Regions from separate parts of the Zea mays genome. Here regions 2 and 3 are each linked to region 1. A link is a contact called in public Hi-C and HiChIP or PLAC-seq data. All regions are on one chromosome and are shown on one strand. Each heading gives the region's core, a stretch centred on a gene start, on an enhancer-like site or on the middle of the called end of the contact. The rest is flanking DNA. Distances are from core to core; before and after follow the strand shown. Region 1 holds the start of LOC100283425. Region 2 holds the start of LOC100194408. Region 3 holds the start of LOC100281397 (acyl-activating enzyme 11).

Evidence for each region. Hi-C and Micro-C count contacts between places; a contact is called where the count stands out from the background. HiChIP or PLAC-seq counts read pairs in DNA pulled down with a chosen protein or histone mark.
Region 2: a contact with region 1 is called in a Hi-C map of leaf, with 4 times the contacts expected there. The contact joins the promoter of LOC100194408 here to the promoter of LOC100283425 in region 1. A contact is called at or near these places in 3 of 25 Hi-C or Micro-C datasets (leaf and tassel).
Region 3: an H3K4me3 HiChIP or PLAC-seq map of leaf shows a contact between it and region 1, with 4 times the contacts expected there. The contact joins the promoter of LOC100281397 here to the promoter of LOC100283425 in region 1. A contact is called at or near these places in 4 of 25 Hi-C or Micro-C datasets (ear, leaf and tassel) and 1 of 3 datasets of contacts at active chromatin or transcription factors (leaf).

Annotation. Positions count from the first base shown.
Region 1 is chr1:6,493,032-6,497,784 of Zm-B73-REFERENCE-NAM-5.0, forward strand. It overlaps LOC100283425, which reads right to left and starts at 3,267. Exons shown (of 2, transcript NM_001366674.1): 1 at 2,771-3,267. The coding sequence starts at 3,128. The coding sequence ends at 2,802.
Region 2 is chr1:6,280,076-6,284,860 of Zm-B73-REFERENCE-NAM-5.0, forward strand. It overlaps LOC100194408, which reads right to left and starts at 1,963. Exons shown (of 24, transcript NM_001363281.1): 1 at 1,803-1,963; 2 at 1,574-1,714; 3 at 1,336-1,493; 4 at 250-305; 5 at 28-150. The coding sequence starts at 1,856.
Region 3 is chr1:6,722,150-6,726,931 of Zm-B73-REFERENCE-NAM-5.0, forward strand. It overlaps LOC100281397 (acyl-activating enzyme 11), which reads left to right and starts at 2,416. Exons shown (of 1, transcript NM_001154315.2): 1 at 2,416-4,346. The coding sequence starts at 2,474. The coding sequence ends at 4,210.

The sequences.
Region 1 (4,753 bases), core at 2,017-4,516:
CAGCAGGGAAACAAAGACATAGCAAACTTGTCCCACAGCCACAGGTAACAAAGACATAGCAAATTTGTCCCACGGCCACAGGTAACATGGCATAACAGTGTTGTGTTTCCAACGCTGCTTCAGGCCAAAACAAATAATGCATAGAATAACCAACCCAGACACCTAATAGGATGATGAGGAGATTTTTATTCCCAGAATCATCTGACATGGCCCTATGGGCTAAGCGTCAAAGGTGGTGATGCATTCACATGGGAGACAAGCAAACCAGAGGGTCCATATCATCAAAGCCATGGCGACCATGGTTTCAGTTTCCAAAACAAAACAAAAGCTTCCATGCCAACTCAATTTGCAGCTCAAAACCAAGAGATCGACCCTCATCTACGATGCACATCAATACCATTATTCCTAACCCAGACTAGGGTGTGGGAGCAGCCTAAAGGTGCATAACAGCTTCATCATACAGAGCCACCAAAAAAATGTAGTTGTCAAGTTTCATTGGGGGGTGGGAGGGGGGCATAACATAACTCTGAAGATGAACTTCATAGAATATACGTGTTGGGAGTCCCTCCGAGGTATTGACCAAACACAAATGGACATTGGCAAGCCAAAAGAGACTAGGTATAGATGCACTATTGCCATTATTATTATGTCGTTTGTGTTCATGTTGTCGGTTGTCATGGCATGCAAATGGAATTATCAGACAAGACTGCAGAAAAGCTAACAAGACGTGTTTTACAGTGGGAAGGTTGTGACCATATGATCCAGATCCGATACAAAAGATTCCTTAAACATCACATCCGATGTGTTTCAATCTATCATGCATTAGATGCGCACAGAGTAAAACTGACAGGCTGACAGCAGCTATTGTTCACAAAAGAGAGTTCCTATTCCATGTCCCTGGTTTCCATACGATTGCTAATGACCAGGCCAGTTACTAACATCACGCTGAGCTTGTATCCAGCCATAAGCAACACAAGGAAAGCTAATATAGTAAATAAATAGAACTAAGAATTATGTGTGGCAAATGGAAATAAAAATTTACCAGCACTTGTCCGCTTAACAGGGCCATATTATGCTAGTAACTGCAAACCCCATTGTAAAGTTCAACCTGTGGTTATCCTTTTTATGGAAATATCAGTGATTGAATACAATGCCCAAAAGCTTAAAAGTAAAATCTCAATATCCACTAAAGGGTACCGTTTTCAATGCCATTAAGGGGTTCCCCATTCTGCTGCTAGAGGAACGATTGCCGATAGTCAAGGCAAGCCCAATGGGCAACAGATGAACCCCCTAGGGTAATTAATTTATGTTGCTTATATAGGAAGAGTGGATGCAGTATGCCAGTATAATGTATACAAGCATCACTTTGGTATTGCATTATCCTGCTATGAAATGAACTCACAAGAACCAGCAAAACTTATGCAACAGTCATGCAGAGAGATGCTCTACTGCACTTAACCAGATTAAATTGGAAGAACAGGGGGTTTGTCACAAAGTATTTAAGATCAAATGATATAAAGTACAAGCAGTGTATTGAAGAGCTCATCTCAAAAGGACTGGAAAGCCTCTAACAATGAAGCTAAAAGGACTGCATTTGTTTCTTCATGTGGCATCCCCCTGAAGACGAGTATATTACCACCACCCACCAAAAGACCTAACGTTCTTGAAAGTATTGCAAAAGTGCTAAGTGGAGGTACAATAAAAAAATGTGATATGAATTGGCAACTCCATTTAATTTAATCGACATGACACCTCAATGTGTTATAAAATGAAACTTGGGCAAGTTCCTTCAAATTCAATATTGCTTGCAGCAACCTATAGATATAGTTGAGAAATATTCTGCTTATTGGCATAGGTAAGCTATGACATGTTTATCATACATGTTTTAATTAGATTTGATGCTTCACTGCAACGATGTGTTTGGAATGGCAGCCTGCGTAGCTAAACTAACCTGCTGCCTATGTACATTATCTGCTTTAATTGCACAAAGCTTCAGATTTAAAAATTGGTCCAACAAACAAAAATCTAGGCCTTGTCTAAATCACTTCCAATGACTTGAGAAGCTACAAGCCAGAATAGAGTTCCAGTCCTAATATCACCAAACAGTAATCTAGAATCTGTAACCAACTTCAGGTAGTTTGGAAGCCCCAAATTCAGGTCGCAGGGAAGATATGATGAATTTCCATTAAGCTTCCTACCAGCTAGACTGATTTCTAAACATTTTAGCACTGTTGTGTATTCATGATACATGAACATCACAACTCAATATATGAACATATGACAGCATAATGGTTGGAACTGCAGCAAGCACTGGGCAGCAAAAAAAGAGAGAGAGATCTGGACTGATCTCAAATGTCCATGTATCCCAGTGGCTTGATTTCACGTTTTAACTTCGTCATATTTGCAGCAAGCTTGAATTATGCTACCAAGAATCAAGAGTCACGTTTCTGTTTTCACCCTACCTAAATTAGCTCTGCAAGTGCTACACGGCTACAGCAGCTCCTGAAAACCCTAACCATTCAGTCAGCAGCTTAGTCTGAAATGTCTACAAATTAACCTAATAATATCCACGCCAACGCTGACGGGCCACCCGCCCAATGCTGCTTCCCCTGACAAAAGGGCGCACGATTCGCCACTCATGCAATCGGAATCCCTAAGTACCCGAGACAACATGTGGCCTTCACATCCAAATCACAAACTCAAGCCACAGCAGCCGAGCTAAATCCCGGAAAGAAGAGATTCGAAACGGCGTGACGGGGTCAGAGCTCACCTAAATCAAGCGGATCGGTCTGGGACCCGTATCAGGCGAGCTTGGCGGTGGCCGGGATGAGGCCAATGGAGGCGCCGCCCTTGACCTTGGTCTCCTGCGCCTCGCGGATCTTCTGCATCTGGAGCATCCGCTCCATGACGAGCTCGTACTGGCACTTCTCGTAGGCGTGGCGCTCGGGCTCGCACTTCCAGGGGAGGTAGAACTCGGCGACGCGGCACTTGTTGAGCGGGATGAGGAGGTGCGCGCACTGATCGCGGTAGGCGAGCGGCACCCGGGCCTCCGCCATCTCCGCCTGCGTCGCGATCTGGGGCTTCGAGGAGCCCAGCTCCACGCCGGCCGCCGCTGCCGCCGCCTCCATCTCAGTCGCTCTCTCGCCGGCGAGCTCGTCCGTCGATGAACGCGGGTTTGGTGTGGCTTGTGGTCTCGTGGATGGGAGAGTGGGTATGGGCTGAATTTGGGCCTGTAGTGGCTTCTAGCCCTTGATTGTGTCCTGAAACGGCGGAGACGCATCGAACGGGTTTTGTTCCGGCCGGGCCGCCGGGGACCTTAGGATCGAAAAAAAAAACTCGAGGCTCAAGAGTCGGCTCGGGCTTATTCAATCTCGGCTCATGAATCTCTTTAGTCCGAGTCAATTTTAACTGAGTCTGGATCGGCTCGTGAGCTGATATAGTAATATAGTATTTTAAGAGGAGAATTAGGTGTCTAGTTCCTTTTTTATCAAGGGCTCCATTTTTTGTTTTTGTTTTTGTTGTTTTTCATGTAGATTTTAGTCTTTCTTTCTTCATTCTTGTATTATATATGTATCTCATGTAGCATTTTGACCTTCACTTGTGTATATGCTAGAATGTGACTATGATCCTAGTAGTATGTTCTTTGTATACATGATGATGCTTTGGCATGCTTAGGCTCTGTTTGCTTATATTGATACAATATTGTTGAGCTAAGCTTCTTTTCATAATTGTGAACTTGACTATTACTTGTTGAATCCAAAACATGCTCCCCATTGAGATTGGCACCTAGCATGTATAGGATGTGTTTGAAATTCTTTGTATTGTCACTAGTATGCTAGGTGGCTATGCCTCATGTTTTGAGTTATTCATTGGCTTGATTCATTAAATCTGTGCTTAAAGCAAAATCAAGGTAAGTGAAAAAATCAAAAAGATCGAGATGAGTTTGAATTTGTCACCACATCATTGTATCGAGATTGCTTCTATTTCCACTTTTGGATGAACTCGAGTAGGTGGTGGATGATCAAAACCGGTGTCTTTACCTTCTGATTGCTTTGTTGCATAGGCTACACCCGGTTGAAAAGTTAGACAATGACAATGCTTACAACCTCTCGCACTCACATGCTTTTCATCGAAATTTGTAATCCGCTGTAAAATCTGATAAATCTTGAGAATTTAAACTGGTATCTATTTCAGATATATTTCTAGCATGATGAGTGACAATCGTTTAGGGTAGTTCATCTAGTTTATCTTGACTGACACTTAGTTGATTTCCTGCTTACTATATGCCTAGTGTTGTCTTTAGTGGTGTTGGGGGTAGATATCCTCGGGTCCTCACGAACACAGAAACATGTCACGGGCCGTCTGATGGGCCTCCTGATGGTCCACCTTGCAGGATGGGTCATCGGGCCACAACCAGGTTAGGCAAGCTCGATCCAAGAAGACGAAGACTAAACATCCGGGTTATGCGTAGGCAGAAGAGCTAATATCTCGACTGAAGAAGTTGCACACAGCCGAAGGGCTAAACACTCGGCGTCAACTCGGCTAAGGAAGTGATCAAACTCCGGATAAGCAGAACTACAGGCCGCGATAAAAGAGGAGATAGGTAGAATATATAGTGATCACAACTTGTAAGGAATAACCCTCTGGTCACTTATATAAGGCCGAGAGAGTACCCCTACCAAAACATCTCATCTCATCATACACCAGCCCTCATCAACCACACCTTAGCACCACAACAGCACATATGTAATCT
Region 2 (4,785 bases), core at 713-3,212, 210 kb before region 1:
ATTGAGCTATAAATCAGTGCTATCCACCTGTCTCAGCGTTAAGGCCTTCTTCAATCGCTTTCCTTTTGTTATCTCTGTCATTTGTGATCAGTAGAACCTTCACGCTCTCACCAAGATGACTTTGGTACCAACGTGCAGCAACACGAATTGCTGAATAAGAAAACAATCAGTGGCACAACTGTTCTATATATGATAGAAAATGAAATGTGTGTGGAACCACATAACCAGGTTAACAAAATCATTCCATACCTCTGTCATTACGATCATTAGAGCTCTCCCCAACCATGTCTTTGACGTAAGTATCCCTGTTTTTTGAGTAAAAGGTGAACATATAATGGCAAATGAAAGAGAAGGCTGCCATCAAGACACAAGTATTGATATAAAAAGCTTACACGATTTACAGGACTACACAACTAGAAGCTGAAGCAATTAGATTTCAAAATTTCCCATTCATAGGCACTTGCATTCTAGACGGCAGAGAATATTTTTGCAGGCCAACATAGATTGCTGCGATTGACCTAGTTCTGTAGAATTAGGAGTTCTATTGCCTTTTTTCATGCAGCTAATCCATTTCTATATCCCTTTGAAAGATGCAATGTCAAGAAGAGTGTAAGCTTGCAAGTAATGATACACACATTAACAATTTTGCATTAGGAAGCTGTAGCCTTCTCAGAACATGGGCATCTACCAAAGCTATTAATTCTTCCCATGAAACTATTTGATAAGTAATTGTGCGGTCATGGTGATTGGATAAAGACATTTCATCAATACAATCATGCTGAAACTCATTCTTGTTCAGAGATCCGCGTTCTGAATAGGATAGCTGTTTCAGTTGCTAGGCACATTCTGCCTAAGACACCGATTCTGGTCTTTGTAAGTTTCCCCGTACTCGGTTGCACTCCCCTTTCCTCAAAAAGAAATACAATCATGCTGAAACTGCAAAAAAGAAATTGGGTCCAATACTCATGCTGCATGTTAAATGAGCATGTGACTTCAAGCAAACATAGTTTGAACAAAGTTTCTTTAAAATATATATACTATATAGCATCGATTTCATTTCATTTAAAGAAATCCACAAAGGTAACTCTAAGAAGAATTGACCACAGTATTTTATGGCACGAGTGATCTTGGGTTAACCCTTAAGTTCTCGTTGATTTTTCCAATGCTAGAAACTCAATACATTTATAGAACTACTAACTCCAGCAGCTTTATCATAAAATAGTCAATTGACTATAAAACTGGACCTGGAACCTTTTGGTTCAAATAGGAAGAGAGCACCCCAAACTGAAACAGAAATACAAACGGGCAGGGACATGATGGTAGAATACAACTCACCTATGCTGCTCGTTGGCGAAAACATAGAATCTACGTGCTTTGTTGATACACAGTGCCTTGATCCTGTTGAAAACTGAAAGGTTCTTATTCTTCACCTCGTCCAGCACCACTGACAGCAGGACGACATCCTCAATCGCCGGGTTCTCCAGCAAATCGATCTGACGCAGCATCTCAACTCATCATCCCAGCGCACCCTCACACCTAGGCTAAGCGGGAGATGGAGGAACACTTCCGTTACCTGGTGGAGCACGACGTTGGTGTCGACGACGAGGATGGCGGCGGCAGCGGCGCCAAGCTTTCGCTCCGCGGCTGCGGCGCAGGCGGTGCAGGGGACGAAGCCGCAGTAGATGTCGTCGCGGAGGTAGTGCTCCCTGACGACCTGCGAAGAGGCGACGACGGCGTCAGGTAGGGCCGTAGGGTTTGGGGGAGCACCTCGAGAGACGGCGACGTTTTGCCCGAGCAGTTACCTTTTGGATGCGGCCTTGCTTCGTCTTCTTCACGAATGACTTGCTCTGCAGCATGGTGGTGAGTTAGACAGTGCGCCGCGGGATTGCTCCGGCGGCGGCGAGGAACGCGGAGAAGTGTGTGTAGCAGCCGGCGGCGACAACGGGGCTAATAATTTGGTTCGAGGTGAGTGGCTGGCTGCCTGCCTGCCTGGTCTGGGTGTAGGTTCGTTCTACTTCGACCGCATACGGGAAAGGCTGTTGTGAGTCGTCAGAGAGGCCAAATGGGCCGCCCGGCCCGGCCCGGCCCGGCCCAGGAACGGTTAAGCCCAGCCTGTTTTGGTCCTGTCCCGCGAAACACGATTAGAAAACCGGATCGGGCCGTCCAAGCCGCGGGCTCGTTTTTCTATCTGAGCCTAGCCCGCAACGCGTTAGCACGGAAAAAACGGGCCGAAAAACAGGTTAAGCGGGCTTAACGGGCTTAGAGATAAACGGGTCGTGCAGGGCTAGTCCAATGTTCCTAGTTTCCTGTCCGAGCCTGGCCCGCTTATTCGTGTCGGGCTGGCCCGAGCCCGCATAGAACCGGGTCGTGCCGGGCTCGAATCGGGCCTAAACAGCGGGCTTCGTGCCGGGCTCGCGAGCCTCGTGCTTATTGGTCATCTATAGTCGTCATAGACCTGATGAAACCACCCGACCTAACCCGTCCAAGAAACCGAATTAATATGGTCATAATTTTTGACCTAATTCGACCTAATTCACGGGATAGGTAAGGGTTGTGATTTTTTATATAGAACCTGACCCAACCTAAAAAAACTCGACCCAAAGAAAAAATCAACCCAACCTAAAAAAATCCAACCCAACACATCAAATAGGTAGGCACGGGAAATCCGACCAGACCCGAAACCAACAGGTATAGTCGTAAGTACGGCTGCAAAAAAAAGCTTGAGACCCGGCTCGAAATCGGTTCAGTGGAGAGACTCATGAGTCTGAATGAGTATGAGACTAGTCTATTTTTTGGCTCACTCAAACAGCCAGCTCGTGAGTCTACTGATATGGTGCTATGCTTTTACACTATTACATTATCATGTTACTGTTTTTTTCCTTTTTATGAACTAGAAGCTTGATATAGTTTAAAATATGTTGCTGTATTTTTTGATACATAATTTTTTTATGAACTAGATGTTTGATATAGTTTAAGATATGATGGTGTATTTTTTGATACATTATTATGTTACTGAATTTTTTCCTTTTTATGAGTTGGCTAGAGTCGGACCTAATCTCGCAATGCGACCAAGCCAAGCCGAACTTGACTCGCTAGGTCTGAGAGCACCTAGAGGGGGTGAATAGGTGATCCTGCAAATCTTGAAAACTTAAGCCACAAAAACTTGGTTAAGCGTTAGCACAGTAAATGCCAAGTGGCTAGAGAGGAGTCTCAACAAAACACAATAACCACAAGAAATCAATCACAGAGATGGCACGGTGGTTATCCCATGGTTCGGCCAAGACCAACGCTTGCCTACTCCACGTTGTGGCGTCCCAACGGACGAGGGTTGCAATCAACCCCTCTCAAGCGGTCCAAAGACCCACTTGAATACCACGGTGTTTTGCTTGCTTTTCTCAATCCCGTTTGCGAGGAATCTCCACAACTTGGAGCCTCTCGCCCTTACACTTGAAATTCACAAAGAAGCACGGAGCAAGGGAGGGATTAGCAATGCACTCAAGACAAGAAATCACAGCAACACCACGCACACAAGTCGCAACGAGAGCTCACAACACAACTCAATGAGTTCACCACTCAACTAGAGCTCTAATTGCTATCGCAAAGAATCAAAGGCGCGGAATCGATGTCTTGGTGCTTAGGAATGTTGTAGGAATGCTTGGTGTGTTCCTCCATGCGCCTAGGGGTCCCTTTTATAGCCCCAAGGCAGCTAGGAGCCGTTGAGAGCAATCTAGGAAGGTTGATCTTGCCTTCTGTCGATTGGCGCACCGGACAGTCCGGTGCACACCGGACACTGTCCGGTGCCCGATTTCCTTCCAAAAATGGCGCAGTCGACCGTTGGCAGCCTGAGAGCCGTTGGCGCACCGGACGTGTCCGGTGCACACCGGACAGTCCGGTGCCTCCTTCTAGCCGTTGGCTCGGCCACGTGTCCCGCGCAGATCGCGCGGCTGACCGTTGGCCCTGCCGACCGTTGGCTCACCGGACAGTCCGGTGCACACCGGACAGTCCGGTGAATTATAGTCGTACGTCGCCGGTGAATTCCCGAGAGCGACGAGTTCGCCTGTGAACGGCCCACCGGACAGTCCGGTGCACCACCGGACAGTCCGGTGAATTATAGTCGTACACCGTCGTCGAAGTCCCGAGAGCAGCCTGTTTGCTCGAGCCAGCTTGACGCACCGGACACTGTCCGGTGCTCCAGACTGAGCAAAGTCTTGGCTGCTCGAGCCAAGGTATTTTCAATTGGATTTTTCCTGTTTCCAGCACTTAGACACAATACATTAGTCCATAAAACAATGTACTAAGTCTGAGAAACATACCTTTATCCTTGATTTGTACTTTGTCCACCTTTTTACACTTAGGCACTTGTGTTGGACACTAAATCGCCAAAATACTTAGAAATGGCCCAAGGGCACATTTCCCTTTCAATCTCCCCCTTTTTGGTGATTTATGCCAACACAACATAAAGCAAGTAGAACAAGTACAAAATCAATTCAACTAAGAACTCAAAATTGTTTTGATTTAAATTTAACATATATGGATCACTCTATGCCACCACTTGGTTTGTTTTTGCAAATCAAACTCAAATTCCTATCTCTAAGTCAAATCCACTTGTAGAGACATAAAGAGAGGTTTTCCAAAGAAATTTGATCAAGGATTTCAAAAACTCCCCCTTTTTCCCATAATCAACACTTCTCCCCACAAGAGGCCAACTTTTGACATAAGAGACAATAAAAGAGTTTTGACAAACCAAAAGCTCTAATCTACTATTTTCAAAATTTCTCAAGTGGT
Region 3 (4,782 bases), core at 1,166-3,665, 230 kb after region 1:
GGTGTGGTCGTGCCAGGTCCGGAAAGATATCTAAACGACTAGACCCGGAGTTTATGGAGCCTCTGTCGTTTTTTGTCTTTTCTTCTTTTTTATATAAAAGTTGTTTTTTATATTTTTGGTTCCACCTGCTGCTGTTGTAAAACTGCTGCATAGTACAATCTTAGATGACCACCCCTACCCACTTGCACGGTGGCATGGCCCCGTCGTCCGTCCAATCGACCGTCGGGCCACTGCACCGGCCGCACGGCCTTGTCCGTCCTATCCGACGTCGCCGGCGAGAGAGGAGCACTGGTAGTAGGTGTGATGACACTTTACTGCCTTCTATTGGCTTCCATAAACATATTACATCAGCGAGAGAGAGCGAGATGTAGGGTGTGTTTGGTTTAGTTTTTCGTTTTATCTTTTGTTTTTAAAAGCTAAAAGCCAAACTAAAGACTAGATTCAGAAAGCAGATTTTTTACGACCTATTTTTACTCGCTGAGTGATTATGTATGCAACCATGGTTGGATCCACTATGTATGTCTATGTACATGTCCTATGTCCAGATGTTGCTTATGATCTAAGCATTATAAGTACAAATCTAATCCTAGTGAGGTTCATTGGGTGGTTGTAAAGAATATCCTGAAGTACTTGCGAAGAATAAAGGATATGTTCCTGGTTTATGGTTATAAGGAAGAGCCAATCATAAATGGTTACATCGATGCTAGCTTCGAAACCAATAGAGATGATATTTAATCGTAGTCTGGATATACGTTCAGTGGACGAGCAATAAGTTGAAAATGTTTAAAGCAAAAGATAGTGGTTGATTCTACAATAGAGGCTAAGTATATCAAAGTGTCAGAAGCTACTAAGGAGGTTGTTTGGATCGAAAACTTTGTTTCCGAGTTGGGTGGGATTTCGAGTTCACCAAATCTTTGGACCATTATTGTGATAATAAATGTACCATTGCAGATGCCAAAGAACCTAGATCACCCAAAAAAAAATACAAGCACATACTTCACCGCTACCACCTTATTAATGACATTGTTAATACAGGTGATATGAAGATTTGTAAAATGCACCTTATTCGTGACATGAGGCCGGCATAGACAAGTGCAATTTGTATTGGATGTTTGCATGATTTATTTAGTGTAAGTGGAAGGCAATTGTATAAACGTCTGATGTTTATTAGTATTGAATAAAGTGTCATTTAGCCTCTTGAACTATTACTACTACATGATCGGCGAGTATGTGACTTGTTTTTTAACTCTATGTTTCGTAATGTTATCCAAACATCTCTTGGCTTAATTTATTATGTGAGACAATAATAATGGTTTGTGCAGACTAGCACATGTATTGGTTGGTGATCATGTTTTACGGATTATTAATATAGAAATATCAAATCGGTAGTATGGATATACATGGTAAAGCTCATGATATTGGATTGATCCGCCTCGAAACGTTGATGGGATCGTTATCTTAGATGCATGTCGTCAAACGTTCTCGAATGGTAGTATACCTATCAGATCGTTAGGAATGATGCCGTTGTTTCTCACTGTGTGTAGTGATGTATTTTAAAGTTGTCAAACACTAACCTGTATCTGGTTGTAAAAGCACTACTCCGAATAGGTTCACTACTCTGAATAGCAGCTAGCACACCGCCAAATCACGTTTTCAAGAGACAAATCACGTTTTGAAGAGGGTCGAGATCGTGGTCTCTCGCTACTAACAGACCCGGCCTGCATGCGTGGAGAGCGACGGTGGGAGACGCATGTAACGTACGGTCTCTTTCGCGAGCGTGACGAGTGGACTGCGTGCGCCAACTACCGGCGCTGATCGCATTTCGCACGTTGGACGATCGACGCCGCAGAAGAAGAAAAAATATCTGGTGCACAGTTACACACACAGACACGGGACGAGAGGCGACGGAACTGCACCAGCGATCGATTCGGACCCGGGCGACGACGGAACGCATGCAGCAGGCGTCACCATGCATGCAGAATAGTATATATTATATAATAACTAGGTTAAAAGTAGCAGTATAAGATAGAGCAGAGTTCACATGTGATTGGCCGATAAAGGCATCACACAACACGTTTGGTCTGCACTAGTATATGTGTCTGGACTCGACTTGACCACAGCTCACACCAGTACTACTCTATGTATTATATAGAGCCTTGGGCAAGACCAACCTCGGTCAGTCGGTCGGTCGGTCCAAAAATCAATTCCGCAAAATGGCCAGGCAAAAGGGTTCACACGAAACGAAACCCCCTGTTTCGGCGGATCGCTATGCCATGCTACAGGTCAAGACCCCGCGTTTTCACTTCATTTTCCTTCCCCGCCCCGGGAAACCTCCGTTTTCTCCCAGACCAGACCACTGCTCAGGCCTCTGGCCTAGTAGTAGTATATATAATACACCACCGCTCGATCCGCTGCGCCTCAACCATCTCACCTCGCCTCGCCTCGCCAGTCACCAACACGTACGCTAAGCACCATGGACCAGCTCCCCAAGCGCCCGGCCAACTACGTGCCGCTGAGCCCCGTGGGGTTCCTTCCCCGCGCCAATGCCGTCTACGGCGACCGCACGTCCGTCATCTACCGGGGCGTCCGCTTCACCTGGCGCCAGACGTACGCGCGCTGCCGCCGCCTCGCGTCCGCGCTGCTGTCCCTCGGCGTCGTCCGCAGGGGCGACGTCGTCTCCGTGCTCGCGCCCAACGTGCCTGCCATGTACGAGATGCACTTCGCCGTGCCCATGGCCGGCGCCGTCCTCAACACCATCAACACGCGCCTCGACGCCGCCGCCGTCGCCACCATCCTGCGCCACTCCGGGGCCAAGCTCTTCTTCGTCGACTACGACTACGTGCGCCTCGCCAGCGACGCGCTCCGCCTCCTCGACGCCGCCGACGTCCCGCTCGTCGCCGTCATCGACGACATCCACTCGCCCACGGGGGCCCGCCTCGGGGAGCTCGAGTACGAGGCGCTGCTCGCGCACGGCGACCCCGACGCCGACCTCCCGCCGCTCCAAGACGAGTGGGACGCCGTCACGCTCAGCTACACGTCCGGCACCACGTCCGCGCCCAAGGGCGTCGTCTACAGCCACCGCGGCGCGTACCTCAGCACCACCAGCCTGCTGCTGCAGTGGGGGGTGCCCGCCGAGCCCGTCTACCTCTGGACGCTCCCCATGTTCCACTGCAACGGCTGGACCTTCACCTGGGGCATGGCGGCGCGCGGCGGCGTCAACGTCTGCATCCGCGACGCGCGCCCCGCCGACATCTACCGAGCCATCGCGCGCCACCGCGTCACCCACATGTGCTGCGCGCCCGTCGTCTTCAGCATCCTCCTCGACGGCGACGGCGACAGCGACGGCGCCGCCAGGCAGCTCCAAGCCCCCGTCCACGTCCTCACCGGCGGCGCGCCGCCGCCGGCCGCGCTGCTCGAGCGCGTCGAGCGGATCGGCTTCAACGTCACGCACGCCTACGGCCTCACGGAGGCCACGGGCCCCGCGCTCGCGTGCGAGTGGCGCGACCAGTGGGACCGCCTCCCGCTCCCGGAGCGCGCGCGCCTCAAGGCGCGCCAGGGGGTCAGCGTCCTGTCCCTCGCCGACGCCGACGTCAAGAACGCCGACACCATGCTCAGCGTGCCGCGCGACGGCAGGACCGTCGGGGAGATCGTCCTCCGGGGCAGCAGCGTCATGAAGGGCTACCTCAACAACCCGGAGGCCAACGAGAGCGCCTTCAGGGCCGGCTGGTTCCTCACCGGCGACGTCGGCGTCGTGCACCCGGACGGCTACATCGAGATCAAGGACCGCTCCAAGGACGTCATCATCAGCGGCGGGGAGAACATCTGCAGCAAGGAGCTGGAGGAGGTGCTGTTCCGCCACCCGGCCGTGGCCGACGCCGCGGTCGTGGCCATGCCGCACCCGCGCTGGGGCGAGACGCCCTGCGCTTTCGTCGTGCCCAGGGACAAGGCCGCCGTGCTCAGCGAGGGCGACGTGCTCGCCTTCTGCAGCAAGCGCATGGCGCGCTTCATGGTTCCCAAGAAGGTGGAGGTCGTCGGAGCACTACCGAGGAACGCGCTTGGAAAGGTTGAGAAGGTCAAGCTCCGGGAGGCGGCACGTAAGCTGGCGCCCACCGTAGCAGCGGCGCAGAAGCCCAAGGCGAAGACGACGACGGTCGGCGGTCGCCGCGACGGGCAGCCGGTGGCGCACGTCATGGCGGTGTCAAGGCTATAGGTAGCAGTGGCAGCACACAGCGCGCTCCAGGGCACAGCTCGTGCTACACAGTAAACTTCTTTTTGCCAAAAGTTTTGGAGCTACTCACACATATGACATGCCAAAGCTCCTATAATAAGGATGCCGTACTTTTCAACTTCTTTTACGGGCAGTGACAGTGTAGGTACACTCGCACGGATTTCTTTTCCTTCTATTTTTTTCTCTCTCTCTGTACTTTGATACTTGACTATGTGCACATGCATTGTAAAATACACGCTTGTGAAACGTGGATGAAATAAATTTTTTGTTCTTACTAAACAAAATTGTGATAGCAATCGCCCCTGCCTGTCACTCTTTCTCGTAGTGTACTGTGGTAGTAGAGCAGCCGGCTGTATTTTAGCCGAAACGAACAATTCTTTTTGTCTCGTTAATCGTTAATCCGGTGGTAGTGACTGAAAGCAGACTGATCACTCTAAGTCAATTTCTGATGTACTTATATTCTCTTTATTCCACCGGCCGGCCATCTTCTTAGTGTCTGTAGAAACTAGATAAGTAGATAAGACAACACAATTGTATAAGTAGATAAGACAGAT